Regions from separate parts of the Mus musculus genome. Here region 2 is linked to region 1. A link is a contact called in public Micro-C data. All regions are on one chromosome and are shown on one strand. The core of a region is the stretch at or near the end of the contact, and the rest is flanking DNA. Distances in the headings are between cores, read along the strand shown.

Region 1 (3,173 bases), core at 335-2,834:
GGGTCTGACTGTCTTATCACTGGTGGGCTCTTGATAGGACTACTATCACTAAGGTAAAAGTTTAATCCCTGGGAACACAGGAAGGCGGGACAGCTTTGCTGTAGAAAGGGCTTGTTTCGCCCCACAAATTTCAACCAAACTATAGTATAGGAAAAAGAATGAGCCCCTCCACAAGGTCATACACACTCAGGCCTTAAGACCTGCTCAACATAAAATCTTTGTATTTAAAAGACGTATTAAGTCTGTGTCAGCCGCCTTTGCCGCAGATGTCGGTTGTGCTGGAACTGCTTGCTTCTTCTCTGATGGAAAGAGGTTGCAATCAGACTCCAGGCTGGGGGGCTCCCATGCCCTCTCATCTCACCTCCACACCATAATTCCTTTGTCTGTCCTACCCAACTCTGGGTAGGTAATGCTAACCGAGTCTCCAGATGATGTCACTCCAGGCCTAAGGGCTGGCTGGCTGGACTGAGAGGGTCTGACTTGGTGTAAGACCCACAGACTGGTGCTGCCATATAGCTCAAGAAGGGGAAACTGAGCATAAGGCCGGGCTGTAGTCAGTTGCTAAGGTGCTGGCTAGTCTGTCCAAAGCCCTGGGTTCTGGGCTCAGTACCCCATACACTGGCATACACCTATAATTAAGAGGTGGAGACACAGACTAGCCTGACCTGTATGAATCGGTCTCAAAAGTCCAGGTAGGGTTAAACTGGCCTTAGCCAAAGGCTATGGGCTAGGGTCACAGAATTGGAGGGTGCGGGGCACCCCACTTTCCACCAGCACACACCCTGTATACTCACCACACACACATTCTTGGTACAATGAGCGTCCTCACCACAAAGCCAGTGCCTCATGCTACCTACTCAACCCTCTCCTCTCCTCCCCTCCCCTCCCCTCCCCCACCATCCCGTCTCTGTCCACCTCCCACTTGAAGCTGGCTTTGGAATCACACTTGCTGGGAGAGTCGGGGTAGAAGTAGGGGACTGAGGAGAACCCCTGGTCACCGGGATCTCTTTCTCTTCCTAGGAGCAGTCAGGGCTTCATGCACATGAAGCTGTCCCGGACTAAGGAACACAAGTATGTGTTGGGCCAGAACAGCCCACCCTTCAGCAGCGTCCCTGAAATCGTGCACCACTATGCCAGCCGCAAGCTGCCCATTAAGGGAGCGGAACACATGTCCCTGCTCTACCCTGTGGCCATCCGGACTCTGTAGATGTGAGACCAGGGCACTATGATAGACCTGGACCCAGTCCTTGTCACCTGCACGGGGGCAGCGGTTCTTACCAAGGACATGATGTCAGAAACCTGGCTTCCCCTTGTCCTAGGATCTAGCAGGCGCTGAAGATTCCTTAATTTATTATAAAGGGGAGGGAATCCTGGGCCTTGGAATAAAGGGACTGTGTGGAGCTGGGCACCGAGGAGAGCCTGAGGAGGAAGGGGTCTCCCCGCCCCAGTCAGACACTAGGGAGGGAGTGGCGACCTCCCTCCCGCACCACCCACCCTCCGCATCCTCCCTTCTCCCCGTCCCCAGCGGGCCGCCCGGGCTCCGGGCCAGAGGCTCGGCCAGGCAGAGCTGCGGCTGCCGGCGCCGCCCAGGGGCTGCCGGGAGGGGGCGGGGAGCGAGCCCGACTATAAATTGAGGCTGGAGCCGACGCCGGCCGCCTGCGAAAAGCACTTTCCGAGCATCCACTCGCTTCCTTTGACCAAACACCTCACGCCGGGCAGGGGGCGTCCAGGCCGCGTCGCTCCTGCCATTGCTCCCGAGCGAGCCCGGCTTCCCGCCAGCAGCGAGCGGTTTGTCTGGGAGGCGCCGAGAGACAAAGAGGCAGCGCGCCAGGCTGACGGCGCGGATGGCGCTGCCACGCGGGCGGGAGGCGCGCTTCCCTGAGGCGGCGCGCTCCCGCTCCTGGCTGGCTGGCTGGGCGCGCCGTGTCCCTTTCCCTTAGCTCCCTCTGGTGGCCGGGTCTGGGGCCACGCACCTCAGCCGACCCCCGTGGGTCCGGGGCCTTCCCGCTGCTCCACAGACAGGTTCTGTGGGAGCCAGACGCCCTCGGGACGGTTGTCCTCTTAGGACAACCTGAGGCCCCTTGCTTGCCTCAACCCAAGCCCGCGGTGCATTAGCGCTGATTAGAATCAGTTGGGAATTTCTCCAAAGTGAGGATGTGTGATCTGAGAAACGAGGTATTCCGAATAGATCATTTGGCATTGGGCACCTTTTCAGAAACTCTCTGAAGGTTGCTCTGCCTTTGAATGATAGGAAGAGGACCCACCATTTTGCACCTGAGAAAACAGGCCTAGAGGGGTTAGGAGACATCTATCTCCTCATGCTGCCTGGAAGACCTTGTCTCAGGGCAGAGCTAGAATAGCTGATGCCCTGGAGGAAGCCAGGCCGACTGCAGCTCCCTGAGGACTCCTCTCTGTCCTTGTGATCCGCTGTCAGCAGCCTAACACCAGAGTGAGGAAGGGCTTTTCAGTCTTCGCTGCTTTTATTCAGTAGATACTGGAGAGATGCCTGGACCACCGTGGCAAAGCCCACTGGGTGGATGATTTCCTTAGCTCCACCTTGACCTAAGGCAGCAAAAAAGAAACTCCAAAGGGGGAAACACCGTTTATTTGCAAAACAGACCACTAGAAGAGGGAGATGGGGCTGAGGGGCACTGCTCCAGGCGGTTAGTGGGCACAGAAAGGTCTGACTACATTTTACATTTTGAGAGATCAGTTGTTCAGTTAGGCTGGTCCTGAGGGTTTCTGTAAGTTGCCCCTGGCTACTCTAAGACATCTCCCAACCATTTTGAAGAGAGGAAGAACACAGTGAAGAGGACTTGAAGACGCCAGCATCCATACTATCACTCAGACTCACTTTCAAAAACTTGACAGGTTGTCTACTGTCAAGTTTTTGCTTAATTCTCACTTTGTCTCAACCCAAAAGCTCCCCTACTTCTGAACCTATAGTTCTTAAACAGTGCTCCTTCGACAAACTCAAGACACATTCTGGCCCTAGAGATCTCTGAGCCTACACATGATGCCTGAGCGAGGCTACTTGGACCAACCAAGTTGGCAGGTGGGAAGGGCCAAGGCTGAGGTGGCCAGAAATGAGTACTGGGTTAAGGCACAGGCCAAAGCCCCTGCTGTCCCAGCAGGGCAGTAGTGGGCATAGTTGCTGGGCAGGAGGCCTAGAA
Region 2 (3,173 bases), core at 405-2,904, 51 kb after region 1:
TAATTCAATCACTACTTGGTGAGACTCAGTGAGTTCACAAGTGCCAGGCAGACAGGGGTCACCTCTCCCAGAAGAGGGAGGCCCCGGGGCCTGGTAGTCAATTAAAAGAGAGGGACTGCGGATTTTTCTAGACCTGCCAGTTCCTCCGAACCAACAAAGATCAACAGGAAAAGGTCTTCTCAGACTTATAACAATGTAGTTCAGGACCTGGAGGCTGGGAGCTTGGAAATTTCTCTTGCTTGCTACACGTTTGAATCTTCTGTGAAACTCTCTTGAGTCTTTAACTCAACACAGTAAGAAAAGCACAGAAGTCCCCATTCTCTTGATCATGGTTCAAAGCACAGGACAGAGGGGCTAAGGCATTCAGAGACCAGAGACGGGGGGGGGGGCTGGCCGCACCCGAAGGCTAGACTTAATTCCAAATATACTGGGCTGATTCCCACTGCTGCTGCAGCTTCCAAAAGAAGCCAGCTGGAGTCTCTTCCCGGGATGTCCTGGACCAAGGAACCTCTTCCTCGGAAGAGTCGCTTACTGCACCAGACTTCTAAATTTGCATCTGCTGATCCTCGGAGAATCTTCCTTAGTCTCTTCTGTCCTGAGTCTCCAAGAAACTCTCTCCATATCGCACTATTACCCCCACGAAATCGGCTTCTTCTAGAATCCCTCTAGGGAGAACTTTGAATACCCCCTTACCGAGTGCCCACGGATTCCAGGCAAGATGAACAGGAAGCTAGCAGCCAAAGACAAGAACACCAGGATAACAATGAGCAGCGGTACGCTGAAGCTGGCGGCATGCCTGGGCTGGGGGTAAAAGGGTAGCACCCCGTCCCACGCAGTCATCCTGCAAGAAGTTCGAGAACTGTTCGCAGGCAGCGAGCTGGGATGAGTGATAAAAAGTCCGAGCCCTGCGGCTCTCCTAAGAAGCGCAGAGGCGTGATCTCCCGAAACTCTTTCCTGGCCCTGCGACTTCACGCAGTGTTCACAAAGAAACGCAGACCCCCTCCTTTTATAGGAGCGTGGGCAGCAAGCAGGGGCGGCGTCCAAACCAGGTAGCAGGGTCCTGTCTGGTTGAGGTCATGCAAACGAAGGGGCGGAGACATGCAAATAACTGAAATCCTGTCCTTAACTCGACCGCAAACCTCTGATTCACACATTCACACCTGCTAGCGGTGGCGCGAGCGACACCTGCTAGGCAGGACGAAGAGCGAAGGGTGAACGGGCATCCAGGAAGGGTGAAGATTCTCGGAGCTGCTCCCAGGAGCGGAGCAGGAAACAAAATCTCCAAGACCACGGAAGACTGTTGAACCGGACCGGATCCCTTACACCAGAGGTTGGGTCTCCTAGCTCCTTTCTCCCCTTTGAACGTAATTCATCCTAGATGAGGATGAGGTTGGCTGCGCGTCCCTAGCTCTCAGTTCATTAGCCTCTCTCCCTTTTCTATCCCCCTCCTGGAGAAGCAGTACTTGGGAAATTGGGCTGAGAGGACTAGGTTTTAGAACAAACCCCATAGACAGTCCCGCTGCGCTCCTGACCAGGGTGTTAATGTGCTTGAGATCAGCATCAGACAGGGTTAGGGTGGCAGACGGTCTTAATGCCAGAAAGCGCGTCGTGAAGATGTGGGACCTGAGTAGTACCTCTCTGCTCCTCTCCCAGTACCAGCCGTGGGAGTGTGCGCTCTTGACACACTACCCCCCACCGCCGGGATCAAGGACAGCATGCTTCCAACAAGTCCCAAGACTCTAGTTCTCCTGGGCGCTCTGCTGACTGGACCCCTGGGCCCAGCAGGTACGTAGTAGGGGCCTCTTGCTGAAGGGGCTAGCCAGTGTCCCACAGGAGTGTGGAAAGAGAAGGGAAGGCAGATGGCGCCTGGAAGCTGGAAGGGTTGAGCCATCTCTTATTGAGCTATTGAGTTGGAAGACTTCTGACCGCCTCGGCTCAGCGGCCAAAGGATTGGAGATGGCGTTCATTGGCAGGAGTTAGCCAGCTGAGGAAGGAGCCTAAAGCCCATCGGGTCATTCAGGGCATTCTGGAAGGTTAATGTTAAGTGGGAGGCTTTCTGCTCCCACAGGTGGCCAGGACGCACCCTCACTGCCCTGGGAAGTGCAGCGCTACGACGGCTGGTTTAATAATCTGAAGTACCACCAGCGCGGTGCGGCTGGTAAGCCCCGGGCTCTGTAGGGAGGGCGTGCAGTTGGAGTGTGGGGAGAGGAGCCGGGGCGGCCTGCGGGATTGCATTCTCACCACATTCTTATCCATTCCTGGGGGTAGGAAATGGGAGGGGGCATGTGGGGCTTCTTGGGGACCCAGAGCGTTGATCCAGATCAACTCTCTGCGCTCCAGGCTCGCGGCTGCGTCGCCTAATACCGGCTAATTATGCTGACGGTGTTTATCAGGCTCTGGAAGAGCCGCTACTGCCCAACCCTCGCCGGCTAAGCGATGCTGTCGCTAAGGGCAAAGCAGGGCTGCCCTCGGTCCACAACCGCACAGTGCTGGGGGTCTTCTTTGGTGAGTATAGGAACAGGAAACCAGGGTGGATCTGGAGCTTGCTGAGTGTCCAGGGAAAGGACCACCGCAACTTGCAGAAAAAAGAACTTTCCAAGAAGTGCTTCTGTTATCATCTTTGAGGGTTTGGGTGTGATGCGGGGATCTTTCTCTTACTTTACTTCAAACCAACACGTACATTGGGTCCCCACTAGAACTCTCAGAAACTTATGCCCTGACCACTGCTGTCCTCAAGACTCTCATGACTGCCACACAGAGGTGAAGGGAGCTTGTTTTCAAATCGTATCCGCCTCCCCCCCTCCCACCCCCGAAACGATATTGGCATGTTCACAAGGGGATGCTACGTTTTGTTTGCATCTTAGAAGATCAAGTCTGGCGGGGGGGGGGGGATAAGCTGAAGAGACAGCGTTGAAGCTTGTGCTCTGGCCTCTGTGTCCTGATAATTCAGAGGCTCTCCTAAGGAGAGCGGGACCTGGTGATTTATCTACCACTTTGCTCTCTTAACCCAGGCTACCACGTGCTCTCAGACCTGGTGAGTGTGGAAACACCAGGCTGCCCCGCAGAGTTCCTCAACATTTACATCCCACGTGGGGACCCGGTGTTCGACCCTGACAAGCGCGGGAACGTGGTGCTGCCCTTTCAAAGGAGCCGCTGGGACCACAACACTGGAC

What was found. A called contact is a pair of places that touch in the nucleus more often than the background predicts.
Region 2: a Micro-C map of embryonic stem cells shows a contact between it and region 1, with 1.6 times the contacts expected there. The contact joins the promoter of Duox2 here to the enhancer-like site in region 1. A contact is called at or near these places in 5 of 39 promoter capture datasets (the 3T3-L1 cell line, embryonic stem cells and macrophages), 29 of 484 Hi-C or Micro-C datasets (the C2C12 cell line, the C3H10T1/2 cell line, the G1E-ER4 cell line and 17 more), 5 of 115 datasets of contacts at active chromatin or transcription factors (the SCID.adh cell line, embryonic stem cells, pancreatic cancer cells and 1 more) and 3 of 9 other capture datasets (adipose tissue, liver and pancreatic islet).

What each region holds. Positions count from the first base shown.
Region 1 is chr2:122,347,387-122,350,559 of GRCm38.p6, reverse strand. It overlaps Duox1 (dual oxidase 1), which reads right to left. Exons shown (of 33, transcript NM_001099297.1): 33 at 2,588-3,173. The coding sequence ends at 3,168. It overlaps Shf (Src homology 2 domain containing F), which reads left to right. Exons shown (of 7, transcript NM_001374011.1): 7 at 1,021-1,668. The coding sequence ends at 1,207. Among named protein-coding and RNA genes, the nearest start is that of Shf, 20 kb to the left of the region's middle. Within about 2 kb of position 1,584, at least 251 of the 459 cell types and tissues checked have an H3K27ac peak or open chromatin away from gene starts, as enhancers often do. A contact at or near this core is called in the C2C12 cell line, the C3H10T1/2 cell line, the G1E-ER4 cell line and 15 more, where this site is marked.
Region 2 is chr2:122,296,708-122,299,880 of GRCm38.p6, reverse strand. It overlaps Duox2 (dual oxidase 2), which reads left to right and starts at 1,654. Exons shown (of 33, transcript NM_001362755.1): 1 at 1,654-1,785; 2 at 2,069-2,158; 3 at 2,341-2,505; 4 at 3,012-3,173. The coding sequence starts at 1,716. Duoxa2 (dual oxidase maturation factor 2) reads right to left here and starts at 981. Exons shown (of 6, transcript NM_025777.2): 1 at 694-981. The coding sequence starts at 840.